Linked DNA regions of Zea mays: all the other regions are linked to region 3. Evidence: chromatin contacts called from public Hi-C data. All regions are on one chromosome and are shown on one strand. The core of a region is the stretch at or near the end of the contact, and the rest is flanking DNA. Distances in the headings are between cores, read along the strand shown.

Region 1 (4,740 bases), core at 2,098-4,597, 150 kb before region 3:
GATTCAGCTGATCCCTCCCTAGAAACATGTGGGCCATCCTTTTGTGCACCAGACCGTTCCCTTGCCTCAGCTAATTCTTGCTGGAGTTGTTGTATTGTATGGAGAAGGCTCCGCTGCATTTCAGCATACTGTGGAAAAAGAGGAAGTAAAATTCTAGTCTAACAGAAGAGGATATGACAAAAACTAGTGTAACAATAACAATGGAAACCAAAGTATACATGAATACAGGAAAGCTAAAACATACCTGTTGTTGAGAACTAATCCAATATTGATTAAATTGCTCCATGCGCTCACGTAACTCAACTTGTAGGGACTGAGACTGCAATGCATCCATTTCTCGAACTTGAGAAACCCAAGCATGGGCTTCCCTCAACTGCTCATCTTTGTAAAGAATGTTCTCTTGAGCAGCCCTATGCTGGAAACAAATGTGGCTATCCATAAGCAGCTGAATTTAGAATGCTAACAACACTTCAATCGGCTTTAGTTTAAGAAAGGAATCAACCAACAACAGAGTAATAAAAAAACTCTCCTATAGTCAAATGACCACGGTTTCAAAGACAACAAGGCAAGCTGGGTACACCTTATCTCCAAGACGACAAGGAGTAACTAGATCCCCAAGGCGAGCTGGATTTGTCCAGGCAATGCCTTTGAAACAGAGCAAATGGCATTCTCAATACTCAGGCATCACTCCAGAAAACTAAAACAAACAGTGCCATAGCCTAAGATCCTTTTTTTCAAATTCACAGCTTGAGTTTCACTCATGGCAAGAGAACAAATATAACAACTTAATTTAGAGATGTGCAATCAGAATGATCTTGGTAATGCTGAATATTTTGTAACTCGGTACATATTATCAGAATGTTACTGCACAGTGCATTCATTTCAGGCAGCTAGCATTGCCAGTGATTTCAAAATTAAAAGGTATACAAACTTTAGTCAGAGAGATCATGCAAACTAAGACAGTACACTTAACATAGAATGTTCAGCTTGAGAAAAAAATGCTAGTGACACAGTGACAGTATAAGCATAGAGACATGACATAGACTATATAAAAAAGTGGAACATAAATGACTAGCAAATAATACCTGTTCCTCTATTGCAATGAACTGGCTTTCTTTTTCTCGCAAAAGTTCCTGGAGATCGTGGATTTGTTTAAGATGTTGGGCTCTTTCAGCTTCAGAGTTGTCACGTTCCCTTCTATAAGAAATTAGAAATACTCAGCATGCATTTTAATTGCGATGACGTTATGTATGTTGATCTAGATGGTCCTAACCCAAGCAGCCCAACATCAGCCAGCTGATAGGCAGTATACACAAGAGCAGGGATAAGAGAAGTGGAATAGGAATATAGGATAATAGATCTTTCTTCTTGCTTTAGGTGGGTATATCTACACTCCTCTCCTCTCTCCTTATATATAGAGGTTTACTTGACACCTAAGCAAGAGACCTTTAGGTCTAATTAACCATGACACAAATTGGCCACACTGCCAAACCTGGCCAAATAGGCCTAGCCAACTACCGATGGCAATAAAACTGCTGATGAATAGTTATGAGTAACTAAAGCAACACTTTCTTCACCGTGCACAATTAAGTGAGCCTGTCAGAGCAACTTAACAAGACCACAGCACACATGGCCAGAAACTTGAATGTCAGAATTTTAAAGATGTCACTTCATGGAAAACTATTCCAAGTAGTGAAATCCGGTAGCATACCAATAAATTGGACAAGTTATGTATAGTACCTGACACTTGCCAGCTCTTTGGTCTGTTCTCTGAGAAGATCTTGATTTGCCCACACCTGACAGAAAGAGACAAAAAAAATATGTCGAGACATTTTTCATTTCTTCTTGCCGTGAAGATTGCAAAACGTAAAATGAAGAACACTAACCGTTTGATGATCAATCTTCAGAGCATTTAGTTCTCTATCCTTGTCATTGAGTTTCATTTCTAATTCAAGAATGTACTGCTCCCGCTCATGCAATTGCTCCTGTTCAATACAGGACATCAAAATTATTCTCAAATAAGGACCAGACAACCCCAGGGCAATCGGATGTAACTGAATTAAGCAATGTAAGCAACAAGAACATGAAATCAAAACAATAATAGTAGTGATGTTTTATAGAAGCTACTCAGTGTCTTATCGTTATACAGACAAAAAAGAACTGAGAACAATGCATCACATAAATGTGCTGAGCATTAACTGCTAATGAAATTTGTCCATCAGCAGATATGTTACAAAGCACAAGGATGCCAACAGAGACTCTCCACCAGCATGACATGAAATTGTTCAGCCATTTCAATGTCCACACTCAACACTACAATTCAACCAGTGAAAGGTGCTTGGCCGTCCAACCCCTTCAGAAAAATCAAAATCATGGAAAAACAAGCAGTGCTGCTAGCCAACCCATCTCCAACTGGTAAGTGAATCACACTCTTATTTGAGCTGGGTACTGGTAGAGAAACACTGAGCTCAGAGCAAAAGGAACAACCTTGATCTTTGCCACAGCTGCAGCATGCTCCTTGGCAGCAGCCTGGAAGCTTTGTTGCGCCTCGATGATCTGCGGGTGTGCAATGGCCTGCGCACGCAACTCGATCTCGACTTGCTGCAGCTCCTCCCGCTGCCGTGCGACACTTTGCAGGCGCTGCTGCAGGATGTCCTCGCTGAGCCCTCCGCTCCCATCAATAGTGATGGTACAGAAGTCGCCCAGTCCACCCGCCCCTTCCTGCAACCACAACACCCCAAAGCGGTCATCCCCAACGTGCCCACGGGCGGAAACCAAGCCGCAGCAAGAGATTCTGAAGAGAGAGAAAAGGTTGCATTTTGTGCGACGCGCGAGCAAGCAGGTAAAGATTGCGGGCACCTCGTAGATAGCTCGTTCCTCCGACTGCCCCAGCTTCCCATGCTCCGCGGCATCCTGAACACGAAACAACGACAGGGAGTGAGTTGGGAATTGGGATGGTGGTTGGAGTGAGGGTTTTGTGTTGTCGGGGGAGCGGCGACGCTGGCCTACCTCGGCGCCATTGGAGCGGAGCGAGGAGTCGGGGACGGCGCGCCACTCCTTGCGCGCCCCCGCGGGCTCCATCTGCGGCGGGGCGGCCCTCACCTCTCCGGCTTCCCTGCGGAATCGGGATCTGGAGGAGGCAGCTAGGGTTTGGCTCGCGGCGCCGCGGGGGCAGCCCGAGCACGACAGCGCACGGGCAACGACGGCGGGGGTAGAGGGCTGGGCTAGGGTTTACGGGCAGCGAGAAGGACGGCGATCGGGTAGACGGCTAGACGGGAATTTGGGTGGGGGGATTCGGGATTCCTACGGGAGTGGCGTGCGATCGAGGGAAGGAGGTGAGACTGGCCCGGGGTCCGGGGATAGTGGATGTGCGTGCGTGTGGGTCGTTATGTAGGAGGGGAGTTAATTGGCTTTGTAACATCGCAAGGCTTCGCCAGCTTAATACGCCGCATGCGAGCTTTATCACTTTGGTACAGTTAAACTCACGCCCACTTTAACCCTGTTGGCGCCACAGTAAGAGTGCATGGTTCTTTTTTGGGAAATTTGGATTCATACCATTAAAAGATCACCACTTTGGATCCATACCATTACTATCTCACTTACATGTGGGTCCACATGAGTCAATGACATGTGGGGTCCATGGTATATATCTAAAGTTTGGATCTTTTAATGGTATAGATCCAATTGTTCCTTCTTTTTTCTAACCAACTTTTTTAAGAATCTTACCGTTGAGAGAATCTCACTATTAGAGATGGCAATGGGTACCCGCTACCCGAAACCCGATGGGTTTTTGCTCTATTAGGGTTTGGGTCTATTTCTGTACACATGGGTTTGTTAACGGGTTCAATGGAAACCCAACGGGTACGTGGGCATGGGTTTGTTCTTCCACTACCCATACCCGCAAACCCATGGGTTTTTTAAAACCCGCCTTAAAATTATCATTCCTTATAAATATGTCTCATAATATTATTAATTGAATATGTTCTAATTGAAATAAACTTCATGTAACAAATTTTAAGCTAAAATTAGTTATTACATGTTCCTTTTATCCTAGCTTATTAATGTATTGATTGTTATTTACATGATGAATTATTTTTTATGTTGATGTTAGTGGGTATGGGAAACCCGTTGGGTACCCGAAACCCGCATGGGTATGGGTTTGGGCAAAATTTTATACCCGTCATGGGTATGGGTTTTTTAGCGGGCGTATTTTTTCTTCGCGGGTACGGGTTTGGGCAAGTAATACCCAGCGGGTTTTTACCTGTTGTCATCTCTACTCACTATGGTAAGAATCTAAATATCATGGGGATTATATGCGTAGAAAGATAAAGTTGTCTAAATGGTCCAGGATCTAAAAAGCGATGGATTTCTATTATCATAACGACTCGACCGATTATGTGTTAATGTTGATTTTGGACGGTTTTTACCAAAACGGTTCTTATAGAAACAGGCTGAAAAGCTGGAGCGTGGCAGTCTGAATCAGCTTTTGGTGGTCAAAAGCTGAAAAAAAACTCAAAGAAACAGGACGTAGGTGGTCAGCCAAATGCCAACCCTAACTCGCCTCATCGTATCCCCTCCCCATTTCCATTTACCACGGCGTTGTCAAGTTCCTTCTCTCTTCCTCCGATGGCTACTATGACGAGGTGGAATAAATGTCTGGTGGTAGACGTTAATGTCGAGGTAGACCCGTCGCACTTGGATCAGACCAACGTCGCCGACGATGCTCTACAGCGGGGACAA
Region 2 (4,255 bases), core at 826-3,325, 250 kb before region 3:
GTTGTGTTTGCGTTGGTTAAGTATAGGAAGTGTTCATTGTCTTCTAGTGGTATTGATTTCGTGTGCCCATTGACGTATAAATAGCTGGCGCTTGAGTATGGTCGTTTACAACGTCTTCCTTTTATTGTTTAGATCGTTGTCATGTGGCTTTGGATTGTCTTGTGCTATTTTCCGTCATGTTCATACATATGCATCATGCATCTTATTTAGAACCTAGAGATGATGATCATGCAGAATGAAGGACGTGAAGTGGAGCTGACCATAAGACAAAGTCGTTCAACATCCTAAAGATGGATAGACTGAACAAATGATGATCGCCAAGTGAGTACCCTCTAACAAACACTAACTACTATTGGATTCCAGGCAAGCCCTAGTTTTATGCATAACCGTTATATATATATATATATATATATATATATATATATATATATATATATATATATATATATATATATATATGCTATTTTACTGCAATTATTGTTTGTAGGTTTGTATTGTGCACTTAGGTGTAGGAGTTGCTTGGAACCCTAGATGCATGAGCTCAGGTTCCCTTGAGATGAATACTAGTATGCTAGGATAAATAGCTGCTATGCTGAATAGGGATCTCGGTACAAGTCGAGTGATTTTTCTAGCACTCGCACCAGGTCAGGAATTGATTGCATTCATTTTGATAACGAGAATTATGATTATCTGTAGACGCGGATCCTTGGAGGATTCCTTGTCTACGAGATGGAATTGGATTAAGGATTAACGTGTGGATACTTGTGTCAAGCGTTTGAACGTACTAAACATATACCGAGAAATATGAGTGAACCTGCCCGTCGGGCAGACTTTCCCCCTCACTAGTCCTGAGATGGAGTCTCCCATGCTAGCAATGGTGGATACAAGTGTGGTCACCGCACGGCTTAGTCCTCGAAGGTGGAGCATTGCAGCCATAATATTGAAATGAGATGTAATTTCAATTCTATTGTTGAATGTCACAAAATTGGAGTTTAGAATTATGCGATCTAATTCCACGCAATTCAAAGGGGTGACACTCTATTTTGGGAGAGAGAGTTTTTAGTTATAGTCCAATTCCAAGGAATTGAGTCTCTGATTTCAAATCTCAATTCCATGTGCAATCGAATAACAAAATTCAGAAAACCTAATTCCAATTTCTAATTCTATGCTCCAATATCTACATCCAAACGGTGTATAACTTTTTCTTTGTTCCAAGGGTCGTGAAAATTTTACAAATGTGGATATATAATTATTATACCATTTTATTTTGTCCGCAACAACAAGAGCCGAGACTCAGGACATGTTTGGGAACAGAGTATTTTCTTAGCCCCCAAGACAATACCGCAGTATTTGAGTATACCATGGTATTTTAGACCAAAAGGTGTTTGGAAGCCTAACTAGAAACTATATATATTTTAAATCATGGTTTCACCAATACCATGATAGTTTTGGGTCTAAAAAATTTGGTCTAGACCAAAGTTTTTCTCTCGCACGTGTCTGCAGTCTACTATCCTCTTACGCTGCAACTAAAATATTGTCTATAAACAGGTGTTGAATTGGACTAATGTAAAATATGCCATAGTTATGTCATTACGTATAGTAAACTATGGTATTATGAGCGTGTTTGGCATGATTCTGCTCCAGTCAAGAGCAACCATACTCCAAAACTCTGGATGAAATAACTCTACTATAGAGTTTAGATTGCTTTCTGATAACCAGTAACAAAGATGGATAAGTAACTCCAAATTATATGTTTAGGTTGCTCTTTAGAATTTTTGAAGGAGCAAAATAGATACTTAAAATGTACTTTAACTCAAAAACTCTATAAAATTTATAACTCTCGAGTTAGAGCGTTTGACAAGCTTTAAATAACTCTTCCGTAGAGTTTTGTTTGGAGTCCTTGTAAACCGTGGTTCGAGAAAAAATGTTCCCAAACCGGCCCTCAAACGCAAGGTGCTCAAGGCAAGTATCGCCGTCGCCGGGAACCCAGCAGTGACGTAGAAGTTTCCAGAAGTTTGCACACACGCGCTCCCCAAGGCCCCAAATACTCCCTGACGCCCTTACCCTCACAAGTCGCAGCCAGGTCTCTCTGTCCGCCGAAGTCCTCCCTCGTCGCGAGAGACGAGTCGCGTTCCTGTTCGCCGCCCCCGCCGCCCATCTCCCAATCCGGACTCAGGAGATCGACTCCTCCTCTCGGTGAGTACCCTAGCTTGCTCGGGCGGGTTTGTCGGAGACCTTTTCGGAGCTCGAGTTGTTCCATGGGGCCCGGTTCCTCGCTGCGTCCCTTGGCGGTCGAATCCAAATCTCGCATCCTCTCCATTGGGTTCGTTCCGTTGGGTTAGGTTTTGTGTTTAATGCCGCGGGACACTCTGATAAACTTCTCGAATCTACTCGTCCGTGTTGCGATCAGGTTGAGGTTGAAGGGGAAGGAACTAGAAGGCTACTCAAGGGTACGAGCTTGTCTATAGACCCATAAACAGTTGAGTTATCCGTGGGGAGGTTTGTGGCGCCTGATCTGCGTAATCATTATTTTCCTCTTGCGCAGGATGGCTGAGGATGCTTCTCACGGGGCCAGCAGCTCGACTGTGATACCTGCTGATGGTCCAGAGTCTACCATCGAGATCAACATCAAGACCCTGGATTCACAAGTCCACAAACTTCGCGTGGATAAGAATGTGAGAATTCTCCTGCCTCCTTCACATTGTTTATGTGTGTCTATCTGCTTATCGGCTTATTTGCTACCGAACTCGACTCCATAGAAACTCTATCCACGACTCTGTGATCCTTTCAGTTACGGTTAGCCATTAGGTGGCGTGCAGATGTTAATATGTGTGTTATGCAATGGTTCGGGAGAGCAAGTAATAACCGCCTCATTTTTAGGCGCCTGTTTCCGTTCTAAAAGAGAAGGTTGTTGAAGCGACTGGAGTTCCATTGGATCAGCAGCGCTTGATTTTTCGAGGAAGAGTCTTGAAGGATGACCACCTCCTATCAGAATACCGTATCCTTTCTGTTTCTGCATCCTGTGTCGGGAAAATTGAAGTGTATACTTGATCCATCTGCATCTTTGTTTCACTTATTCTTTTTGTGAGTCATACTGTGTAATAATCCCTCTGTCCAAGTTTGAGAGGCGCATGAGATCTGAAAAAGTTCCCAAATTTTGCGGGCACACGAGCTGTTGGATGCAGTTTTCTCTCAGGTCCGACACACTCGTTTCTTGTACAAAGTAAAATAAATGCAGTCCGATGCTTGGTCTCCTTCCAAACTGTCCTTGCTCTTGTTTCCCACGGTTAGAATGTACGGCAAGCAGTGAAGAAACGGATTTTTTTTGCTGAGAGTTAACAGATTAAGGGGAGTTATTGGTAATTACTTGGTCTTGGTGAAATTTTCTTGTAAGCCCGTGAAACTTGGATGGAAGGAGTATTTGGTTGCCTATTTCCTTGTTACATTTTCTTCCAGTATTTGCTTAGTTATTTTCTGTGTACAATTAGGACATAATTTATTTTTCTTGCACTGTAAGGACTAAGGTTAGGGCAATTTGATGACATTGAGAACGAGAGGATTTTCTTGTAAGTTGTTCCATAAGGTTTTGTTTGGGTACTCTAGTATTCACCCTAATCCACATGTATTGAGGTGGATTGTAGTGTAAATTGATTTAATTTACACCCCAATCCACCTCAATACATGTGGATTGAGGTGAATACTAGAGTACCCAAACGAGGCCTAAGTGGTTTTAATGCCTTTTTAAGTGGATTCCCATTTAATGTTACAATCTTACGTGCAACTCTGTAGGCCTATGCATTCTGGAGGCTGTGCTAGATTAATGGTTTCCATCACCTTCACATTTATTTCTAGTCCAGTGCTCATTTTTGTATTTTTTTCTTCTATTTTTTCCACTTGTAACGGCCATGCCTAGTGCTGACGGCTCCCACATGAGTCGGGTGTGGGGAAGGAAAAACCAAGGCAAGCCTTACCCATGCATTTTTGCAGGGAGATGCGTCGAACCCAGGACCTTCGGCTCAGTGGAAAGGCTTCTCACCACTGCGCTAGGCTTGTCTTTTCTATTTTCCCACTTGTATGGTTTTAAAATGCTTTGCTGTGTCATTTACCATTCCTATGTGTTTGTTAGTTTGTTTCTCTCCATCCAAATTCTGTCACTTGTATCCTTAACAACCACAAGATTTGGAGGATGGGTATACATTGCATCTGGTTGCTCGGCGTGCAGCAGAGGGCCAGACTTCTTCTGGGGCTTCTGAAG
Region 3 (4,389 bases), core at 1,562-4,061:
AGGGGGAGATTGAAAGGGAATTAGGCTTACACCTAGTCCCTAATTAATTTTGGTGGTTGAATTGCCTAACACAAATAATTGGACTAACTAGTTTGCCCAAGTGTATAGATTATACAGGTGTAAAAGGTTCACACTCAGCCAATAAAAAGACCAAGTTTTGGATTCAACAAAGGAGCAAAGAGGCAACCGAAGGCACCTCTGGTCTGGAGGCACCGAACTGTCCGGTGTACACCGGACAGTGTCCGGTGCGCCACCGGACAGTGTCCGGTGCACCAGAGGACTTCAACTCGAACTCGCCACCTTCGGGAATTTCTCAGGCCGGCGCGCTATAATTCACCGGACTGTCCGGTGCGCCAAGGAAGAACGGCCTCAGGAACTCGCCAGCTTCGGGAATCTCCAACGGCTAGTCCGCTATAATTCACCGGACATGTCCGGTGTGCACCGGACTGTCCGGTGCAATTCCGGAGCAACGGCTATTCGGCGCCAACGGCTACCTGCGACGCAATTAATGCGCGCTCTGCGCGCGCAGAAGTCAGGCGCGCCCATACTGGCACACCGGACAAGGAACAGTGCATGTCCGGTGTGCACCGGACATCCAGGCGGGGCCACAAGTCAGAAGCTCCAACGGTTAGAATCCAACGGCAGTGATGACGTGGCGGGGGCACCGGACATGTCCGGTGTGCACCGGACTGTCCGGTGCGCCATCGAACAGGCAGCCTCCCAACGGCCACTTTTGGTGGTTGGGGCTATAAATACCCCAACCACCCCACCATTCATTGCATCCAAGTTTTCCACTTCCCAACTACTACAAGAGCTCTAGCATTCAATTCTAGACACACCAAAGAGATCAAATCCTCTCCAAATTCCACACAACGCCATAGTGACTAGAGAGAGTGATTTGCTTGTGTTCTTTCGAGCTCTTGCACTTGGATTGCTTTTCTCTTTCTTGATTCTTTCATTGCGATCAAACTCACTTGTAATTGAGGCAAGAGACACCAAACTTGTGGTGGTCCTTGTGGGAACTTTGTGTTCCAAGTGATTGAGAAGAGAAAGCTCACTCGGTCCGTGGGATCGTTTGAGACAGGGAAGGGTTGAAAGAGACCCGGCCTTTGTGGCCTCCTCAACGGGGAGTAGGTTTGCAAGAACCGAACCTCGGTAAAACAAATCCACGTGTCACACTCTTCATTCGCTTGCGATTTGTTTTTCCACCCTCTCTCGCGGACTCGTTTCTTTATTACTAACGCTAACCCGGCTTGTAGTTGTGTTTATATTTGTAAATTTCAGTTTCGCCCTATTCACCCCCCCTCTAGGCGACTATCAGTTCTCCACATGTAGATGAGTGTTATCGTCATAGATATGATGTTTGTCATCAATCTTTGTTTCTAAACATCCTATTAGTTATTATTTTTTGCAGGTGCTTCTCCCCAAGAATCCATTTGCTCCAACATTACATTTTAAAACACCCATTGAAGCTCAATGTCCGCCTAAGTCCATATATGCAATTCATGATAGCAAGTTCTTCTGTTTATTGGCAACACCCTAGTGGAATGTCGCCTCCATGGCCACCGCAGAGCGGTGGTGACCGAAGAGATAGCGGCAGAGGCGTCCCTCGTGGGCTCTACTCCTATCTTGAGGTATGAAGTCTTTATCTTATGAGATGAGATAAGAGCCTGTGTTATTGTTCCAGTATAAGGTTTATAACGACATTGGTTGTACCATCTGTTTTTGCGGTAACTTATTTTTTTTATCATGCAATGCATGTGACTTGAAACTTTATGTTAGCCTTGTGTTGCTTTCTGCCTTAATGCACCTGTAGCAGTGTACTGATGACATTCTTGTGGACTCTAAAGTTTTGTTCGTCTAGAATGGTAATTTTGTTGTCATTCATCTTAGTGCAACTGACGCTAGATTTAGAATGGTAATTTTGTTGTCATTCATCTTAGTGCAAGTGACGCTAGAGTACATCTAGCATCTGTTTCTAATTTACAGGTTTCTATATTTTTGGAAAAAGGTTAAACGTCTGGCATAGAGTATATTGCTACTTAACAATAACATTCAAATGTTGTTGTATGGCACCAACGCTTCATGGTAACATATAGTATATTGCTACTTAAAATGATTGTCATAACATCCATTTAAATGATATATAGAAACCATAACAACGCACGAACACCTAACTATCATATATAGAAGTCTGCATAGTATTTATGGTTGCAATGTAATGGTCTTTTACAACACATGTACACCCGCCTAGTATATCATATATATATATATATATATATATATATATATATATATATATATATATATATATCCCATGAATCATGTTGAAAACAAGCAAATCCCACCTATTTACCATAAAAACAAATCCAATTTGCAACCAGAAATTGAGGCCCCACGAGGGCGATTGTAAAATCGCAGTCCACCCGATCACGGAGCAAGTCAAGACCCCATGTGGAGAGTGGGAGGAAGCGTAGTCCACGGTCCACGTCCATACCAGATGGTCCGACCCAAATTAAGTAGCCCCACTAATTGCGGCGCCAACAATCATCGACGACCGAACCCCACAGCCAAATTTCCCGGAATACCCTTCGGCCGGACTCGATACGCATCAGGCGTGAGCGATGTGAAGGGAATAAATAAGCGCTGGAAAGGAGGGACTGATTGGAGATTTCCACCAATAGGATCACGCGTCACGTAACCCCCGCGTAGGGCCACACATGCACACGCGAATGGCGAACCCACCACCGATTAAGCCCTCCAGAAGGAAAATTAAACCAGGAAATTATCGATTGCTTCTGTCAGTGTGTGCGTGTTTTGTTTCTAGTGATAGCTTTGCTCTTGCTCGCTCTCCTCGCCTGGGCGACTGGACTCCGTGTGCGCCTCCTCCTTCATCCACTGCGCCATCTCCTCCAGCTGCAGCAGGCCGGCGCGGCGTTGCCTCCGCTTGCTCCCCCCTCGCGCTCGCCGCCGGCATTCCGGCAGTTCCAGCTCCGGACGTTCCAGAGTGTAGCGCCGCGATGGGTGACCCGAGCGCCTCCGCCGACCCCGCCGCCGCGCGCCACCACCTCTCGCCACAGCTCGCGGGGCAGCCGCCGGTGCCGCGCTCGCCGGCCCCGCTCGACCTGGCCTCCGCCGCCGCGGCGTCCGGGCACCGCCGCCTCTCGCCGTCGCTCCGGCCGCCGGCGCACCCGCAGGCGCGCCTCCCGTCGCCCTACGGCCAGATCTCTTCGCCAGGCGCCGCCGCGCACCACGCGCTCTCGCTCTCCCAGCCGCTCTTCTTCTCGCTCGACTCGCTCCCGCCGCCGCCGCCGCCGTACGCTGATCTGGGCGCCGCGCCCGCCGTGCCGGCGCCCTCCCCGCCGCCGTCGACCTCGGACCCGCCGCCGCCGCTCGGCCTGCCGCCCAGGAGGTCCGGCCACCGCCGCTCGCAGAGCGACATCCCCTTCGGCCTCGCGCAGCTCAGCCCGCCGCTGCCCCCGCCGGCACCGGTCAAGCGCGAGGTCGCCACTGCGGCCGAGGGCGGCGACGGCGATGACGCCGCCTTCTTCGACCTCGTCAACGCCTACATGGACCTGGACGGTCTGGACCCGCTCAACTCCTCTGAGGACCGCCACGACGACCGCGACAGCCGCGCCAGCGGCACCACGCGCGCCGGGAGCGCGGCGGAGAGCAGCGAGAACGAGGCGGAGAGCCAGTCCACGTCGGCGGACAGGAAGGACGGGGGCAAGTCCCGCCATTGTCGCAGCCTGTCCATGGACAGCTTCATGGGCAAGCTCAACTTCGCCGCAGGGGATGAGTCTCCAAAGCTGCCGCTGCCGTCTCCTCGTGCCAGTGGCAGCCTCACTAGGAGCGGGAGCGGCTCACTGGAAGGTGGTGCTGTCGCGCTGTTTGACATGGAGTTCTCCAATGGAGAGTTTACTGAGTCCGAGAAGAAGAAAATCATGGCGAATGAGCGGCTTGCTGAGATAGCTTTGACGGATCCTAAGAGGGTCAAGAGGTGTGCATTTCTTCATATACTGGGTAAATTTCTCTCATTTCCTGAAATTGGGCATTCTGACTCGTGGGATTTTTTTTCAGGATTCTGGCAAATCGGCAGTCAGCAGCAAGGTCAAAGGAGCGCAAGATGAGGTACATTCAGGAGCTTGAGCATAAGGTGCAAGTGCTGCAGACAGAGGCTACGACACTCTCAGCACAGTTGACAATGCTGCAGGTTTGTTCTCTAGAGCTGCTGGGGATTTCGATTCAACCTCTAATGTGATGTTTTTAAGTTGACCTTGCTGTGCTTGTTTGCAGAGGGACTCAGCTGGACTGGCTACTCAGAACAACGAGTTGAAAATTAGGCTGCAAGCCATGGAGCAACAAGCACAGCTGAGAGATGGTAAGCTT

The links. A called contact is a pair of places that touch in the nucleus more often than the background predicts.
Region 1: a Hi-C map of leaf shows a contact between it and region 3, with 8 times the contacts expected there. The contact joins the promoter of LOC100383560 here to the promoter of LOC100384258 in region 3. A contact is called at or near these places in 10 of 25 Hi-C or Micro-C datasets (bundle sheath, ear, endosperm and 5 more) and 2 of 3 datasets of contacts at active chromatin or transcription factors (leaf and seedling).
Region 2: a Hi-C map of bundle sheath shows a contact between it and region 3, with 2.3 times the contacts expected there. The contact joins the promoter of LOC100285089 here to the promoter of LOC100384258 in region 3. A contact is called at or near these places in 4 of 25 Hi-C or Micro-C datasets (bundle sheath, ear, leaf and 1 more).

Annotation. Positions count from the first base shown.
Region 1 is chr4:200,725,419-200,730,158 of Zm-B73-REFERENCE-NAM-5.0, forward strand. It overlaps LOC100383560, which reads right to left and starts at 3,348. Exons shown (of 16, transcript NM_001176208.1): 1 at 3,010-3,348; 2 at 2,860-2,913; 3 at 2,488-2,721; 4 at 1,887-1,985; 5 at 1,741-1,796; 6 at 1,086-1,197; 7 at 245-415; 8 at 1-128. The coding sequence starts at 3,081.
Region 2 is chr4:200,631,304-200,635,558 of Zm-B73-REFERENCE-NAM-5.0, forward strand. LOC100285089 (ubiquitin family protein) reads left to right here and starts at 2,076. Exons shown (of 18, transcript NM_001157984.1): 1 at 2,076-2,196; 2 at 2,411-2,450; 3 at 2,546-2,675; 4 at 2,881-2,998; 5 at 4,178-4,255. The coding sequence starts at 2,547.
Region 3 is chr4:200,878,509-200,882,897 of Zm-B73-REFERENCE-NAM-5.0, forward strand. LOC100384258 reads left to right here and starts at 2,812. Exons shown (of 4, transcript NM_001176824.1): 1 at 2,812-4,000; 2 at 4,081-4,213; 3 at 4,297-4,381. The coding sequence starts at 3,021.